Linked DNA regions of Oryctolagus cuniculus: region 1 is linked to region 2. A link is a contact called in public Micro-C data. All regions are on one chromosome and are shown on one strand. Each heading gives the region's core, a stretch centred on a gene start, on an enhancer-like site or on the middle of the called end of the contact. The rest is flanking DNA. Distances are from core to core; before and after follow the strand shown.

Evidence for each region. A called contact is a pair of places that touch in the nucleus more often than the background predicts.
Region 1: a contact with region 2 is called in a Micro-C map of ear pinna, with 2.3 times the contacts expected there. The contact joins the promoter of PIAS1 here to the enhancer-like site in region 2. A contact is called at or near these places in 2 of 6 Hi-C or Micro-C datasets (ear pinna and an unstated tissue).

What each region holds. Positions count from the first base shown.
Region 1 is chr12:90,821,350-90,824,308 of mOryCun1.1, forward strand. It overlaps PIAS1 (protein inhibitor of activated STAT 1), which reads left to right and starts at 1,340. Exons shown (of 14, transcript XM_008268843.4): 1 at 1,340-1,450. The coding sequence starts at 1,427.
Region 2 is chr12:90,636,860-90,639,692 of mOryCun1.1, forward strand. No RefSeq gene overlaps it. Among named protein-coding and RNA genes, the nearest start is that of SKOR1, 38 kb to the left of the region's middle. Within about 2 kb of position 1,377, at least 4 of the 8 cell types and tissues checked have an H3K27ac peak or open chromatin away from gene starts, as enhancers often do. A contact at or near this core is called in ear pinna, where this site is marked.

The DNA of each region.
Region 1 (2,959 bases), core at 90-2,589, 180 kb after region 2:
ACCAGAGCCCATATGGTGTGCTGGCATCACAGGCAACGGCTTAACTCACTGGGGCACAAGGCTGGCCCCATAACTGAGATCTTTTATTTTTTCCCATGAGGTATGAGGCAAACTTGCATCGTAAAAAGTAGGGGGTTGGTGGGGAGGGTATAGGAGGAAAGGGTGTGAAATAATCTTCAAATCTAATTCAGTGTCAATGCAGTGGAGAAAGTCCTTCCAGGATTTCAGTCCATCTCCCAAATCCTCTTCCTCTCTCACTAGTTCTCGTTCCCACCACCACTGGTAATGTATCCTTACTTGTTCCCTTGTCTGTACACCAGACAGGGGCAGGAGGGCCAACCTCCCCTAACCTCCCAGTGCGTGTGTAGCCCTAGGGCAGGGCCGGCTAATGACTGCATATCTCCACACTCTGTTTTAGGGCGCCCCTGTTAAGTCTTAGTTATTTGGGCAATTCATCCTTCTCCAGATTTCCGTTTCTGAATACAGTTGTCCGAATTCAAGGTTCTGCACCTGCGGAGTCAACTAATCAGGATGGGAAACATTTAGGAGAAAAAACTGAGCCTGTAACGGACTGTGTGTGTGTGTGTGTGTGTGTGTTTTGCCTTTATTCTTTGAGCAATACAGTACAGCAATTTTTTAAAAATTTATTTGACAGGTAGAGTTACAGACAGTGAGAGAGAGAGAGAGAGAAATTACAGCAACTATTCACCCATCATTCACATTGGGTTAGGCATTAAAAATATTCCAGAGAGGAGTAAAGCATGCAGGAGGCTGGGCAGAGGTTCTGTGCAAATTCCATGCCATGTTCCACGAGGGGCTTGATCTTTTGCGGATTTGGGAATTCTGGGGGGACCAGAAGCCAATCTCCTGCGGACACCGGGGGGTGGAGGGGAGATGTAGGAGTGGCAGGAATACAATCTCTTCCTTGCCTCCCTCACCCTGTTATTAGGAGGAGGATCTGAGCCAGTAAAGGCTTCATTAAATGTTCCTCAAATGTAACAGACTGCAGGTAACAGGTGCTGGAAGAGCCTAGCAAATCGGAGCAGGAGGCATTATTGTCCCTGGGGCAGCGGGCTTTGAAGCTTTGCACAGGGCTGCAATGCGAGGCCCAGACCAGCGTCCCCCTTTGCTCCGGCCTTCCCTGGAGGCGCTGGACTGGCGAGGGCAGGGGGGCGGGAAGCCGAGGGGGGAGTAACTGTCAAACCTCGCCGCTTGGCGCCATTATTTAAATAGTACGTGCCTGTCTCGCAGCTGTACGTGCCCGGGGCGGGGCTCCGAGCGCCAGGAGAGGGGCGGAGGCCGGGGGCGGGCCGGGAAGGCCGAGGGGCGGGCCGGGGCGGGCCGGGGCGGGGCCAGGCCGGCAGCAGGGGAGGGTCTAGCGGCGGCCCCCGGCGAGGTTCACTGCGCTTGCGCTGATAGACGCAAGATGGCGGACAGTGCGGAACTAAAGGTAAAGCGCAGCTCGAATTCACTTCTAATATTCGGCCGCGGAGACGGCGCCGCTGGTGCCGGGGGGGATGGGTCCGGCCCTGGGGGGCCGCTCGGGCCTGACTCTACCCGGGCCTGGAGTTGTAGGGAGGAGAGGCGCGCCCGGCCCCAGCAGAGGTGGCCAGCTGCGGCGGGCCGCGGGCCCCGGGTGCCTCGGGGGCGCTGACGGGTCGTCCCCGGCGTGTTATTGTTGTGGGCGCCTCTGGCGGGGGTGGCGGGGGAAGAGAGAGGGAGTCGGGAGGTGGGGGCTGCGGCTGTCCCCGGGGCTCGGCTTCCTCGCCTCCCAGGCAGCCTCCCCGCCCCCCCATCCCCAAGGGGAGCTGGGACTGGGGGCAGGGTGTGCTTGTCGGGGGGATTGGGAAAGCTCCCCGCCGTCGCTTCCTCTTCCTCCTTTGCAGTCCCGGGCTCCTGTCAGGCGCTTTCCACAGACCCCCGGGAACTTGGCTCCGGCCGCCCCGCCCCTCCGCGGATCCCTGGCGCCCCCGCCCCGCGCTGGGCTCTCGGCGGCTGCCCGCCTGTCAGGAGGCGCCCGGGGTGCCCGGCGTGCGGGGCGACCGGGTGGGAGGGTCGGGGGAGAAGCTGTGGTAAAGTTTCGCGAGCCCCGGCCGGCGTCGGGGTTCGGCCGTCGGGCGCCGAGGGGGGACCCGCCTGGGCGGGACGTTAACTCTTCGCTCTCGTTGCTGGCAGTGGGGGCGAAGCCTCCCACCCCCCGCGAAGAGCGGGCGTGTGGACGCGGTGGCGGGTGGTGGGATGCGGCTGCCTGCTCCGGCTCCGGCTGGCGCCGAGGGCGAGGGGAGCCTTTGGGGGTCTCTGCACACACCATGATGGCGATGCTATGGCTGATGGAGGTGAATGGTTCGTGTTTATATCCCCCCGTTGCCTTTTGTTTGTAGGGACATCTCGCTGGCCATGTTGATTTGAACGGCATTCGCCTCCCTCCTCCTCCTCCAACCCCCCACAAATAGAACGCTCCCCGGTTCCTCTCAACTGTACGGATTACTCACGCCTCGCGAAATTGGATGAAAGGGGGCCCCCTTCTCCCCGCTTTTTCTCCCACCCCAGTCGTTACCTGATGATGGCTTCTTTACCGAAGCCGATAAACCACGACACAAGCAGTTGGGGGAGGCGGTGGAGCCCTTATGATTGGATTGTGACAAATGGGGCTCCGGTTGGATAATTTTGGCTTAGTAGCAAGCAGTTCTTAACTAACGCGTATTATTTCGAGGCTCTGATCGCGATATTCCCTCCTTGGTGGCTTCCCGTGTGTGAACCGAACAGCTGGTTCCATCCCGACCCAGAGAGCTGACATCTCTGTCAGTGGAGGGGGGGGGGCGTATATGCAACTGTGCCCGTTTGGGGAACGTCTTTCTGTAATTCATAAAAAGTATTTCGAATTTTTTTCTCTTATAATGAAGCAACTTGTGGAGCAACCAAACACTAGGTTAATTTCTGGACAGTCTTTCTATGGGAA
Region 2 (2,833 bases), core at 127-2,626:
CTTAGCTTGTTCTCTCCCTTTCTCCTGGAAGTTTTACAGTTTTGCATTAAACATTTAGGCTGGCAACCCACTTCTATTTATGGATTTGTTTATTTATGAGACAGAGACAGATATGCAGAGGAAACGCTCCTGGTCTACTCCCCAGGTGCCCACACCGGCTGGGCCTGAGTGGGGCCTCCCCCACGAACAGAAGGAACTCGACTCCTGGAGCCACCATTCTGCTCCCGGGGTGTGCCCTGGCAGAGGCTGGAGTGAGGAGCCGGGGCCAGGCATCAGATCCAGCACTGCAAAGTGGGATGCAGGGATGTTCACCAGCATCTTAACCACTACGCCGTGTGTCCACCCTGACAATCCACTTTTTTTAAAAAAGCATCATTTTTACAATTGGCGCTTACAAGTGGTACATACTTATGGGATATTATATGATGGTTCAATGCACATATACACTGCATACTGTATGAATCAGGTAAACATATCTATCACTTCGAATGTCTATCATTTGTTTTTGATCGCCAAACTGACTTCTCCTGGCTCTCTGGAACTTCCTCAGAGGTGTGAAGCCTGGGTCTAAATTTCTTGTTTAATGTCGTCAGTCATTCCAGTGCCATATGTTGAAGAGCTCGGTCTTTTTCCATTGAATTGTTTTTGCTCCTTTGTCAAAGATCATTTGCCGGCCGGCGCCGTGGCTCACTAGGCTAATCCTCCACCTGCGGTGCCGGTATCCCAGGTTCTAGTCCTGGTTGGGGCGCCGGATTCTGTCCCGGTTGCTGCTCTTCCAGTCCAGCTCTCTGCTGTGGCCAGGGAGTGCAGTGGAGGATGGCCCAAGTGCTTGGGCCCTGCACCCCATGGGAGACCAGGAGGAAGCACCTGGCTCCTGGCTTCGGATCAGCGCAACGCACCGGCCGTAGCGGCCATTTGGGGGGTGAACCAATGGAAGGAAGACCTTTCTCTCTGTCTCTCTCTCACTCACACTATCTAACTCTGCTTGTCAAAAAAAAAAAAAAATCAGTTGCCTATTCCTGAATTAAGTTATACCTCACTAATACTGACAAAATAAAAAAAAAAAGCGTGCCCATAAAACTTGAAAAATACATATTTCCTAAAAATACAGACAAATCACGTACTGTGAACACAGTGGGGTTGTGCCACGGTGTATGAAGGTGTGGAATGGATACAGAAGAATGGATAAATGAATGAATGATCAGAAGAAGTGAGGGGTCTTGGACAGGCCAGTGATGACAGTTTTGGCAGACTGACAGTGGCTATGAAAATCTCTCCTGGGCCACTTCGATAGAAACTACATTTCCCAGCCTTCCTTTCTACTCTGTGTGACCATGTGACCACACTGTCACCAATGAGCTGTGAGCAGACGTGATTATGCAACTTCCATGCCATTTTCTTAAAGATGCGCACTCTGAGCTCTGTCCTCGCCTGCTCACTCAGGGTCGCGATGGGAGCAGCCATGGATCCGAAACCCTGCACTGAGGACAGTGCACCTGCCTCGCTCGATGGGAGCCCGCACGACGGTGAGAAGCCACGCACGACGTGGAGGAAGCGAGAGCCTCCTCTCTCGAGGCAGTTTTCTGCACCAGCCCTGTGCTAACTGGCAGAGCGGGGATAACGAAAAGGGCTGAGTGAGATCAGGAATTGTTCTGCCCCCCAAAAAACCCCTTCCCGCCCAACCCTCCCAAGATCCTCACTCTACAAGGCTCTGACAACACTTGTTGGCCTGGTGCCCTGGAGGCCTGCCCGTGTATTCTGGAACGGCCTGCATTGGTATTTATGGCATTCTCTGGCCAAAGGGCACGTATCCAAGTTCTGTTTCTGGTCCAAAAGACAAGAGTGAGCAGCCCCCTCCTACCCGCCCCTCCACCCCCACCCCCACCCCCACCCCGCACACACATGGATTCTGGGCATACAAAGGAGAGGCGGGCAGTCTTACACAGGTGGGAGGCTTAGCCTGCACATTCGGCTAACACAAACATGTCCATCCTTCATCATCGTATTCCTTAAAAAAAAAAAAAAGGCATTTATTTGAAAGGCAGAGTGACAGAGAAAAGGGAGAGCCAGAGGGAGAGAGATCTTTCATTTGATGATTCACTCCCCAAATGCCCCCAACAGCCATTGCTGAGCCAGGCTGAAGCCAGAAGCCAGGAACCTCATCCAGGTCTCCCACGTGGGTGGTGGGGCCAAGCACTTGGGCCATCACCTGCTGCCTCCCAGGCGCATTAGCAGGGAGCTGGATCAGAAGCAGAGTCGCAGAAACTCTAAGTAGCACTCTGGTATGAGATGCAGGGATCCCAAGTAGCACCATAATACCCAGTCCCACAGCTGGTGCTGTGCTGTCGCAGATTAAGCAACCTGTGGTGCCAGCACCCCATAAGGGTGCCAGGTGCTCCACTTCTGATCCAGCTCCCTGTTAATGGGTCTGGGAAAGCAGTGGAGGATGGCCCAAGTCTTTGGGCCCCTGTACCTGTGTGGGAGACCCGGAGGAAGCTCCTGGCTCCTGGCTTCAGATCAGCCCAGCTCCAGCCGTTGTGGCCATCTGGGGAGTAAACCAGCAGATGGAAGACCTCTCTCTCTCTGACTCTCCCACTCTCTTTCTCTCTCTCTGTAACTCTACTTTTCAAATAAATAAATCTTTAAAATGTATATACTTATTAAGATGATATGATCGTACCCAATTTTTAAATTAATTTTAAAATTTACTTGAAAGGTAGAAAGACAGAGATACAGAGATCTCCTCACATGACCACAACAGCCAGGGCTGTGCCAGCCTGAAGCCAGAACCAGCACCTGAACCCAGGTCTCTGGAAGGGGTGGCAGGGGCTTG